Regions from separate parts of the Pan troglodytes genome. Here region 2 is linked to region 1. The links are chromatin contacts, called in public HiChIP or PLAC-seq maps. All regions are on one chromosome and are shown on one strand. The core of a region is the stretch at or near the end of the contact, and the rest is flanking DNA. Distances in the headings are between cores, read along the strand shown.

Region 1 (5,878 bases), core at 2,899-5,398:
TTTCGGAGACTGCAAATTCAGGACTCCAGGCCCCGCAGAATGGTTGTTTCATGATTTATAGCTGGAGGTGTGTACTTCTGTGTGCTGTTGGTCAATGATGATAAAGTAGGTATCAGTGCCTCTGTGAATTTTCTGTTGCCCTTTCATAACCACCATTTAGGAGCATTTAATCAGGAATAAAGTGCTAGGGGTGGGAAAACCATTTCAGGTTGCCATTGCACTGTGGAGGCAATTGTGGACTTTTTCCCCCCATATTTTCTAAACTACTAAAAATAGTGTTTCACATTTACCTGCATAATTTTATGTCTGCTCTTTCCCTGCTTGAGCAGATAACATGATGACAGCTTCTCTGACCCCTAATTTTCCTTTTATTTTCAACTTTGACCATGGAAACATGTTAAGCCCCAAGGAAGCACTCATTTTTACTATCAACAGGTATAGTTGCCCCCTTAACTGGTCATAATGTCTGCTAAATAGCATCAGGCCCTAGTAATCCAGGAGGCAATCCACATTCCCTTACTGAAACAGAGAAGGGGAAGATTCAAGATGGAGGGGATATTGAATGCCTAAGTATTCTTACACGTTTACAGGTTTAGTATGCTGTGGATATTGATGCTTATAAATCTCAAGATTTTGGCAGTTCTCAAAGTACAGTCTCTATCACCAGTAGTATCCGTATCACCTGGGAACTTGCTAAAAATGCAAATTTGTATCCACCCCCATCCCCAATCTACTGAATCAGAAAATCTGGGGGCAGGGCCAGCAATCTGTGCATTTGCACAGATGATTCTGATGCTCACTAAAAATTGAGAACCACTGGTTTTAGGAAGTTTACAAAAGACTGAACCTTTTTCTTTCTGTCTTTTTAAAGCATTGGTGTGGACAAATTAAATTGTCCCTTTTCCGAACAGCATTTAATCATACTAAACAATTATTCATACCTTTTCTTAAGCATATGTTAATCATATTAGAAATGCCATTCCCTTCTCGTGCAAAAGGGCAAAATCAGCAACATCCTTCCAATGTGGGTGGGTAAATGAAGGCTCTGATACAAGAATTGAAATGAAATATGTGTGCAAACAGTTCTTAGTACTGAGCTGTTTAAAGAAGGCCTACCTTTGCACAGAAAATATCTATAAGAATTACTCATTAATGCCACTTAACAGAGAGAGGAAGAGTAGGAGATAATGTGGGAACAGGGTCTTTTTAAAAAATACCACTTTAAAGAAGAGGCTTATGTTTCATCATAGACAAAATGCTTTGTATAGTACTAACAGGGGCATATCTATTCCTTTAATGACATTCTAAGCCAGTGCTTTAAAATTTTATTGTTGTTTTTATTGCCCCTGGAATTCCATTTATCTATGATAGTGTTGGATTAATGTGTGGTAAGCACATTGCCACATCAATCCATGATTAATTAGCCGACATTTATTGAGTACTTAATATTTGACCCAAACTGGATCAAAATTGGGGAATATAGAAACTGTCGTCTCTGCTAACAAGTTTGCAATCTAGTTGGAGAGATGGGAGTAAAACTCCTGAAAAACTTGGGCTCAATAAGATAACATGATCAAGAGTGAGGAGACATGATATAGACTGCAAATGCAGGGAAAGTGCACTTTGTGGAGTGGTCACTCCAGTGTTTAGTATGTCAGAAAGGAGGCTTCATGGGGCAGATGGATCTCAAAGGATGCCTAAGTTCAGCAGTGGATTATTTGCAGAAATGGCCTAATTCTTCCCCTGCTTGTATCTCTGCTCTTTGGCATTGCAACTTTTCAGGTCCTTATGTGAAGAGAGGTAGAGTCTACTCCTCTGCCCCTGGCCTTGTAATGGTGGCAATGTTGACGTGCTAATTCTGATTCTAGACCTCAAGAGACCTCGCACATCTCCGGCCACTCTATTGAAACACAACCAGCTGCCATGAACAGGCCCAGGTTAAGTCTGCTGGAGGAAGAGACCACATTCTTTATGAGATGAGATGTGTCAGTGGAAGCCATGGGAGACTAGATAGCCCCCAGCAGAGCCATCAATGAGGTCAACAGAAGAACCCCACCCTAGCTGAACCCAGTCCAAATTGCCAACTTGCAGAATCTTGGGCTAAATGAACCAACAGGTCACCAAATGTTGAAGTGGTTTGTCATATAGTGACAGATAACTGTTACAAATCTGGAAGGTAGAGAGAAAGAAAGTGTTCTAGGCCAGAGTTGTACCTCCCAAAAAGTCGAGTCAGAAATATGGGAGGCCAGGCTAAAGAAAAGTAAAGAAATTAGTAGGATTGGATGTTTGAACCACTTTCTTTCAGTAAATCGCTAGAAGCACCATGCAGGGTTCAAGTGAACGTATACTGGAGGCCAGACCTGCCCAACTATGCTGCTAAATGGTGATCTTCTCCTGAAGCGCTCCATCAGGGTATGAGTAACAGGAATCTCCCCTTGCCAAGACACACAGGGAGTGTGATGACCCTGTCCCTCCAAACTGCACTTTGAGAGAATGGAACCTTGTTTTGTAGCCAACTATATTATGCCAAGAACAAAAAGATCTTTGTAGCTTATCATCTGTTTTTATTTTTTATATAAAAATCTAAAGCTTCTATGACATACTTTCAAGAAACTGCTAGAAGCAACACGTAGAATCCCAGAGTAAAGATATTATGAAGTAAGAGTACTTTAAAATTCTTCAGTTCTCACAATGTGGATCTATCGCCCATTGAATAACAACTTTAACTGTTTTATGAGGTCACTGAATATATTTTTCACTATAAAAGAACATGAGAGAAAATATTTACCTTGAAATGCTAAAAATGTGTTCCCTTTCTGTGGAATGGCATTTGTTGAAAGGAATATCCCGGGAGAGGATGGATTCTTGTTTTAGACATAGCTCTTTAAATTTGGCAGGACATGTGGGGGTAGGGGGACAGATGGGGGTGGAGTTGGGGGAGCTTGGTATTCAGGTGGCACAATACCAGGTGGAGGTTAAATACCTACAACTCCTTATGCCTGGGATCTTTTGTTCCAATAGCCGTAGAAGCTTCTTTCATTTCACTTTTTATTTTTATTTTTTGCAAAACCCATTAGTTGACAAAGTGCCATAAACTTTGTACAAAATGGCCTCGTTCAGCAAATATTTTATTCAAACTATGCTCCTATCAGCAGTACCACACATGTCATAAAGTCATGGTGAAGCAGGAATTTCAGTAAAAGAAAAGGCGGGGGTCATGAAGACCGAAGGATCAAAGGAGCATGGAGTAGAGGAGGCGTCACATCTGAAGTGCGCACTGTGTGTGCGCGCTGCAAGGAGAGAGAGCGTTATAAAGTTGTTGTTTTAATCGCTGCTTGTCGCCTGCGAACATGTTGCTCCCTTTTAAGTGTCAAGCAACGGGTTCACCCAAAACTTTTCTGCACCGAGGACCCGCACGCCCGGGGTCCCACCTGCCCCTCTCTGCCTGCCTCCCACCGGCGCCTGGGCATCCTGCGCCGGCTACAGGTCCTTGCTCACTGAAGCGTCACCTCTCACTCCCCAGTAAACCTCCGCAGCCCACTCGGACTGCAGCCTGTTTGCTGCCCGTCCTCCCATTGCAGCACTTGGGGCGACAGAGAGGGAGGAGGCGCGCGGGGACGGGGACGCCCAGGAGGACCCACTCGCGGGTCCCGCTCCGCTCCGGCAGCAGCATGGGGAAAGGACGCGCGGGCCGAGTTGGCACTACAGGTAAACAGGCTGGCGAGGCGCAGGACGCTGTCGCCGCCGCGGCCACCCAGCGATTTCCAGGCACGCAACTCCGCCTCCAGGGCTCTCTCCCTCGCGCTCTCTCCCAGCCGCTTGCTCGCAGCCCCAGCAGCCGCCGCAGCATCACTTCACACAAAGGACTGTCACCCGCGGAGCAGCTCCTCCACCTCCACGTCCTCCTCCGGTGACAGCAGCCCCGACAGCAGGGCTCGGGCGCGGCGGCGGCGCGGGGGGTGGGGGGACCTGTCACTCCCTGTAACCGAGGCGGCGGCAGCGGTTTTTTTGCCTTTTCTATTTTGCCTTTTTTTTTTTTTTTTGCCCTTATACCTCTTCGCCTTTCTGTGGTTCCATCCACTTCTTCCCCCCTCCTCCTCCCATAAACAACTCTCCTACCCCTGCACCCCCAATAAATAAATAAAAGGAGGAGGGCAAGGGGGGAGGAGGAGGAGTGGTGCTGCGAGGGGAAGGAAAAGGGAGGCAGCGCGAGAGAGCCGGGCAGAGTCCGAACCGACAGCCAGAAGCCCGCACGCACCTCGCACCATGAGATGGCGACGCGCCCCGCGCCGCTCCGGGCGTCCCGGCCCCCGGGCCCAGCGCCCCGGCTCCGCCGCCCGCTCGTCGCCGCCGCTGCCGCTGCTGCCACTACTGCTGCTGCTGGGGACCGCGGCCCTGGCGCCGGGGGCGGCGGCCGGCAACGAGGCGGCTCCCGCGGGGGCCTCGGTGTGCTACTCGTCCCCGCCCAGCGTGGGATCGGTGCAGGAGCTAGCTCAGCGCGCCGCGGTGGTGATCGAGGGAAAGGTGCACCCGCAGCGGCGGCAGCAGGGGGCACTCGACAGGAAGGCGGCGGCGGCGGCGGGCGAGGCAGGGGCGTGGGGCGGCGATCGCGAGCCGCCAGCCGCGGGCCCACGGGCGCTGGGGCCGCCCGCCGAGGAGCCGCTGCTCGCCGCCAACGGGACCGTGCCCTCTTGGCCCACCGCCCCGGTGCCCAGCGCCGGCGAGCCCGGGGAGGAGGCGCCCTATCTGGTGAAGGTGCACCAGGTGTGGGCGGTGAAAGCCGGGGGCTTGAAGAAGGACTCGCTGCTCACCGTGCGCCTGGGGACCTGGGGCCACCCCGCCTTCCCCTCCTGCGGGAGGCTCAAGGAGGACAGCAGGTACATCTTCTTCATGGAGCCCGACGCCAACAGCACCAGCCGCGCGCCGGCCGCCTTCCGAGCCTCTTTCCCCCCTCTGGAGACGGGCCGGAACCTCAAGAAGGAGGTCAGCCGGGTGCTGTGCAAGCGGTGCGGTAAGTTCCTCGCCCTTGGGGGCGCGAACCCGCGGCGAGGAGGGCGCATCCCCGGCGCGCGGGCAGCGGGGCTCGACGGCCGCCCGAGCAAGGCAGAGGCGCTCTGGGTCCCAGTTGTTGGTTTCAGGGTGGTGGGTTCTCAGGGATCCTCAGAGAGGGAGGTTTCGCTTTCTCCAGCTTCCCTTGTCTTAGGCTTTGCCACTGGAGAAAGCCCAAGTTTAGTCCTGGGTTGGGGCCTCCTGAAACTTTTTAATCCTTTGGGGTTTGGCTCACCAAGTAGATCGGAAATGTGCCGGCTGCTTTCTTGTGGGTGATATGAACTTGGCTTTGGTTAGGAGTTGCTGATTCTGGGCCTCCTTTGAAGGAGGAAGGGTGAGTCCCGCAGGATTTTAACGCCTTCCCGTCACTTGGAGTCCAGAGTGTGGAGATGGTTAGGGGTTTGCTTCTGTGTCTGTGAAGTCTCTGCAAGGAAGGGGCAGTGCACTGACATTCCCCGACAGATGTGGCAGAGTTTTTTGGCAACTCAATGTCCAGCAGAGAGGTGCAGTCTGTACCTTGTGAATATGTGTAATATGTGAGAATTATAAAGTTGTTATTGGTGGGGGTTTTGTTTTTGGCCAAGTCATCTCAAGAAATTTTGTTTTCACAATATTTTGGTTTGGAGGATGTTTTTGCACTTCACTGCATCAGAACAGATGAACGAAATTATGGAATATCACATGTAGGCCCTGAAGAAGAATAATTTTGGAAGTTTAGCAATTATTTGCTACACCTTTTCCCACTTACCGCTGAAAAGTATTCTTCCCGGGTCTGCTTCATATGATCAGGTTTGAGAAATTAGCTGATTATCTCATTACGTTGCTGAGG
Region 2 (6,185 bases), core at 2,724-5,223, 910 kb after region 1:
TAAAAGATCCCCCAAATTTTATGAGCTTCATTTCCAGAAAACTCATCTGGCCTTGTTTTTCATATTGTATTGTCATATTTAATTTGTTTTTATGCCTTTCTCACAATATTTTAGGTTCATGAGATCAGAGACAGTATTTTATTTCTGTTTCTCTACTGCCTAGCTTATTATTTATTTATTTATTTATTTATTGTTATGAGACAGGGTCTCACTGTCACCCAGGCTGGAGTGCAGTGGCACATTTATGGCTCACTGCAGCCTCAACCTCCCAGGGCTCAGGTGATCTTCCCACCTCAACCTCCCAGTAGCTGGGACTACAGGGGAGAACCACTACACCTGGCTAATTTTTGTATCGTTTTTTTTTTGTTTTTTTTTTTGTAGAGACAGGATTTCCTCATGTTGCCCAGGCTGGTCTTGAACTCCTGGGCTCAAGCAATCCACTCATCTCAGCCTCTGAAAGTGTAAGAATTACAGGCATGAGCCACCATGCCCGGCCTGTCTATCACTTAGTTCAGTAAATGCTTGGTGAATGAATGAATCATATACATTTAGTGGTTGTTTTGAAGTTGACTCTGCTGAGTGAGATTTTCTTTGCATTCATGCATCTTCATTAATGTCAACTTTGTTGCAAAGTTTTTAAAAAAGTAATCTTTGTTTAAATTATCTTAAGTTACTTGATTTAAAAAAGTTAAAAGTGACTATTTGCAGAATTCTAAAGTCCCATTACTGTCAACATGCATAATATTTTGCCAAAAATGCAATTTGTCTTGTTAGTCTTCTTTAATTTTTCCATGTTTTAAAAATTTTCTTGGAGTATTTCCCAAATGGGATTTACTGAGAGGATATATTCAGCCAGCTTTGTAGATTCTAAGAGTCCTTCTAAAAGTTAAGTCTAGCCAAGGAAAAATGTAGTGGCACACGATTGCGTTTCTCTTACGCTGTCATTTAATGTGAGATCTAAATTTTGCATTTCTTTAATGCCCAAGGTGTTTATTTTTTAAAATCTGTACTCTTTTTATCAGGAGTTATGTTGACAATTTACCTGGGAGCTGATATACCCTATATAATACATGATCTAAGACCTGAACAATACACAAATTAATAAAATTAAATCATTAAGATATGTCATCATTTCTAAATTATACAATTGGGTTTTTTTTTTAAAGCAAAAATATTCTTCCTCTTTTCTCCATCCCTTGTTCTGGTCAGTTCCAAGGTTTTTTACAAATGCAAAAGAAATTCATTTGCTACTCCTGACCACAGAGATGAATAATTTAAGGACAATATCAAATTCTTGATAAATCTCATAAATGTTTTAACTATCCAAGAAATGGACATTTATTTGGTTAATCTTTTAGCTGGTCATAAATAATGTAATAAAACCCCTTAAAATTAACATTAAATAACATAAAGACCTAACGATTTTTAGAAAAAAACCTTTTTGGACTGAGCCTTGAATTTCCTGAGAATTCAGCTACAAGTGATAACTAAAATGTAACTCGAGAATCTGGATATGGTTCCAGAAAGAATTGTTGTCATGCAATTGCCATTTCATCATCTTTCCTTAAAATCCCTTCAATATTTATCATTGCAATTTTTGTCCTGTCTTTTCCCCTCCATCACATCAAACCAAGGAAAAACAATTATTAAATGCTCATTTATACTCACCTCCCTCCCTTCATATTCATTCATTCCTCAGCCCTAAAATTCCTGTAGGAATCCTGCTTTTATGTTTTATCTTAAAGCCACCATAGTATCTGTAATCTCTTTTGTAGTCATGTATGCTTAATTTTGGAAGACTGTCAACTACCTCTTCAGGTTCATTCAAATGAAAATGTATCACAAAATCGTAGGCTCTTCCCCTATCTCACTGAAAAATTACTCTAAAAATGACCAGTAAGCTGTTTTGTTGAAGCAAAACATCCAGACCCTAAACAAAAGTAGCAGGATTACAACATTTCCATAGAAATGGATTTTGAGCTTTTTTTTTTTTAATTGGGGAAAATCTTATTTTTTAAAAAAGATCCCAGAATACATCTTTGCTTTCAGTCCTTCAATTCTAACATAATGCCATGTTAGAGAATATGTGGTAGTGTATACTAAGCCCTTATGCTGTCTCACATCCTTGGGACAAAATATCTGTTTCGAAAGGACTTCTCTGAATTTTGCTATTTCTTGCTTACTGAGCAGTGGCCCCCTCCTGGGAAAACAGAGTTATTTCAGCCAGTGTTCAGACTCCATCTTGCATACGTCTCTGTGGAATATTAATAGTGCTACTGAGATATATTCATCATCTTTTCTCTGCTTTTGCTGTCTTTATAGCCCAGTGAAATTTATATTTGGTGTTTGTAGGAAGGCTATCAGAAGCTACTTGGACATCAAACTTTTAAACTATAAATAATGATGGCAAGACTGCTAGGATATCTTTTCACAGTTAAACCCATTCAACAGAGTTTCGTTCTTATGACAGTGCAAATTAAACTAGAATAAAATTAGTGTGATTTTAGGACAGTTTTAAAGTGAACATATTTCCCTCCCTCCCTTCCCATCTACATATCAAGGAGACACTCCAGACTGCACTTTTATTTAAATTGCGGCCATCAGAAAATACCGTGAGAAGGTCGTGTGTAGGTAATGGTTCAGTTAGCATTGACCCCAGAAAATGGAAAACCAAGAGCAAGTCACTTTTAAAGTGAAGCAATAGATTTTGAATATGGATTGTTCCAACTCACCACTTCCCGACCACAACACAAGAGTATTTCACTGTAAATTAAGAGTGTAAGTTAGCCACAGCTGTGGTATAACTCTGAGAATGTTTTCTCTACATGTGGACAATTCTGGATCCTTCCGTGGTGCCCGTTACCCTGGTCTTTAACTTTTGTCCTTTGCAGGGGAGGGGTCAATGCCTTATTTCCTTGCTCTTTAGAATTCTCCACCAGAGGGAGGACAAGGGAAGGAGTAGGTTTCACGCGCAGTTCTGAGTAAAGTTTGAATCTGAGAAACCCCACATTCACGAATTAAGGATCTCCAGTTCTGTGTCTTTATTCTACCCCTCCCTGCCTGCTTTTCCACTCGGCAGAACTGAGTGACTTTCAGCGGCTGCAGTAATTTTAATTATTCTGAGTCGTGCTCCGAACTATGTTTTTTATCAGTTCCTCTGAAAATTAAGTTGTAGTAAGAGACGTAGTTTAAGGGCACCCCCTTAGAAGAGGCCAGGTTATTTTTTAAGGAAAAGCTGAAGATTTCTAACAGGCACTTACTAAACACACACACACACACACACACACACGCACACGGCGCAGACCCAGCAGGAGAGCGCAACCTAGCATCTTTAAGGTTCGCTTAGCCCTTCCTGTGCACCTGGAAGGAAGCCTTTTCTTAAACTCCCTTCCACCTAGAGTTTATTTTCGCCTGCGTGCGACAGGGCTTTTGTACTTAAGTGAGTTAAGGAATGAACCCCGAACTCTTCTGGGAAAGCCACCAACGTTCCCCCCGCACTCCTCCCAGGGTTCCTGACCACGGAGCCTCTGCTTGGGGCACAGGTGTGGGAGTCGCAAACTTTTCTCTGCGCCGTGCTTCTCCGCGTGGAAGGGGACGGAGCAGCCCTCCCAGGCGCTGCCTGGCTGCGGAGGGGAGCGGGCAGCGAGAGCCTCGGGTCTCCGCCTGGGTTCCCGGGTCTCCGGGGCGCTGGCCTCGGTCTCCGCGCAGCGTCCAGCGACCCCTGTCGGGGGTTCCCGGCAGCCGCGCCGCCACCCCCCGCCCGGCCAGCGCGGGAGGAAAAGGGGCTGCGCCCGGGAGCGCCGAGCCCAGGCTCCTCCCGGTGGCGTGTCCGCGCCTCGGGGTGGGGGTGTGGTGGGGAAGAGGGAGGGGGCGAGGCCAGGGGAGGGTGCGAAGGAGGCGCCTGCCTCCAACCTGCGGGCGGGAGGTGGGTGGCTGCGGGGCAATTGAAAAAGAGCCGGCGAGGAGTTCCCCGAAACTTGTTGGAACTCCGGGCTCGCGCGGAGGCCAGGAGCTGAGCGGCGGCGGCTGCCGGACGATGGGAGCGTGAGCAGGACGGTGATAATCTCTCCCCGATCGGGTTGCGAGGGCGCCGGGCAGAGGCCAGGACGCGCGCCGCCAGCGGCAGGACCCATCGACGACTTCCCGGGGCGACAGGAGCAGCCCCGAGAGCCAGGGCGAGCGCCCGTTCCAGGTGGCCGGACCGCCCGCCGCGTCCGCGCCGCGCTCCCTGCAGGCAACGGGAGACGCCCCCGCGCAGCGCGAGCGCCTCAGCGCGGCCGCTCGCTCTCCCCCTCGAGGGACAAACTTTTCCCAAACCCGATCGAGCCCTTGGACCAAACTCGCCTGCGCCGAGAGCCGTCCGCGTAAAGCGCTCCGTCTCCGGCGAGATGTCCGAGCGCAAAGAAGGCAGAGGCAAAGGGAAGGGCAAGAAGAAGGAGCGAGGCTCCGGCAAGAAGCCGGAGTCCGCGGCGGGCAGCCAGAGCCCAGGTGGGTGCGCAGCGCGGCCCGGGCCCCACGATCCTCCTCCTGCTCCTCCTACTCCTCCTCCTCCTCGGATGCCGTGGCCTCTCCCTCCCCCTCTCCCTCGCCCATCCTCTTCGCCCTGCGCTCTGAGCACCCGTGGAGTCGCGCGGTGCTTCCCCTCCTGGGGGCCGCCGCTCACCTGGGCGCCGAGTCCTACCGGGCGCCTACGCCCAGAGCTCAGGGCAAGGGACAGCAGTCCCGGCCGCACCCTCCCAGAGTCCCGGGAGCGCTTCGCTCCCTGGCACGGCCCCTCCCCAGCGCCTTAGCGGCTGAGCCCAGCCCGGGAGTGGGACCTGGGGTATAGGAGTCGAGGCTGCGTGCGCGCGTGCCCCGCGCCATAAGCGCTTTGCACGGGGGCCGTGTGCCCTCTAGCGGGAAACGCTGGAACGGGCCGCCTGGAGGGAGAGCCGGTCCCCTCGGTGTGCCTGGCAGCGCAGAAGTGGGTGGTCGAGCAAGAAGCCGCGTGGGAAGTTAGCTTCGGCGTTTTGGGGCACAGGGCAAGCGATGTAGAGTGCGCGCCGGTTCATCTTGATTCAGTCCTGTGCTACGGAGACTCAAGAGCAGCGGCAGGGATTCCTAAAGGTCAGCGAAGCAGATGAAATCTAGTCCAGTGCCAGGAATCAGCTCTGCCCCAAACAAGTTCTACAAACTTTTGGCTTAACAGTTCTATTTTTCAAGACCTCTGTGATAAATATGGTTAATTTACTTTCCCAAGAGATGTAAGAAAACAACCGTTTATCTGAATTTTTGAACCCAATTGTTTGCTGGTTATCTATATAATAAAATGGCAATTGAAGCTTTCTAGAAACAAATCTTGTATTTCATCATCAGAACACGAGCATGAACAAAAGCTTTACCTTAGATGTCCCTAGGAAGCGCTGATGCTTTGGACATTACCTTGGACAAAAGAGGCATGTCGAATAAATACTTGTTTATGAGTGATTGGTAGGTAGCTGATAAAAGAGGGGAGGAAGGAGATGGGGGAGAATTTATTTTTTGCCTCTGCAATTCCCAATTATTAATTGATCCAGATGCCTTAAGTCGCTTCGAGCGTACCCCCAACACACATTTCATGAAGCACTTCTGCAGAATTAATTCACTAGTACTTGATAATACTGTGGCTACAGTAATACTGTAGAAGTATTTGTCCCTTGCTGGAAGAAAACAAACCACATTTGCTTGGTCTTCTTACTGGTATCACTGATAGCATTTCAGAACCTGGGTTATTGGCAGAGACCTTCAGCAGAGTTTTGAGCAAAACAGAAATTGAACAGAGAGTAATTGTTTCACCACTGGCCATTCTTGTGCTTGCTTCTTTAATAAGATCCTGCTGATCATATTCACTTCAATTACTGATCATTGCCCCTCATGAGGGTGTATTGAATTTTTCCTTATTTTTACCCTATATTTTGGGGAGAGACCATAGCACTTTATTCAACAAGATATGAAATTGGGGAGCTGGACTAGTTACCTCCCTGCGTGACTTTGTCTACTGTCTTTTCTAAGGTCATCATAGTAAATTACGGAGATTTCAGACCTAGCTCAAATCGTTGTAAGGAGTTATTTTGGGGGCTCTTATCACTGTTTGTGGTTGTGTTCTCCTGTCTCCCTGCTCATTGCCTTCAGAAGAAGTTTCTGTGGTCCTCTGTAGATGGTCTAAT

What was found. HiChIP or PLAC-seq counts read pairs in DNA pulled down with a chosen protein or histone mark.
Region 2: an H3K4me3 HiChIP or PLAC-seq map of stem cell-derived excitatory neurons shows a contact between it and region 1, with 10 times the contacts expected there. The contact joins the promoter of NRG1 here to the promoter of LOC129135687 in region 1. A contact is called at or near these places in 1 of 7 Hi-C or Micro-C datasets (stem cell-derived neural progenitor cells) and 1 of 1 datasets of contacts at active chromatin or transcription factors (stem cell-derived excitatory neurons).

Annotation. Positions count from the first base shown.
Region 1 is chr7:40,023,748-40,029,625 of NHGRI_mPanTro3-v2.0_pri, forward strand. It overlaps LOC129135687 (pro-neuregulin-2, membrane-bound isoform-like), which reads left to right and starts at 4,149. Exons shown (of 2, transcript XM_054656638.2): 1 at 4,149-5,011. The coding sequence starts at 4,267.
Region 2 is chr7:40,931,197-40,937,381 of NHGRI_mPanTro3-v2.0_pri, forward strand. NRG1 (neuregulin 1) reads left to right here and starts at 3,974. Exons shown (of 12, transcript XM_519699.8): 1 at 3,974-4,488. The coding sequence starts at 4,389.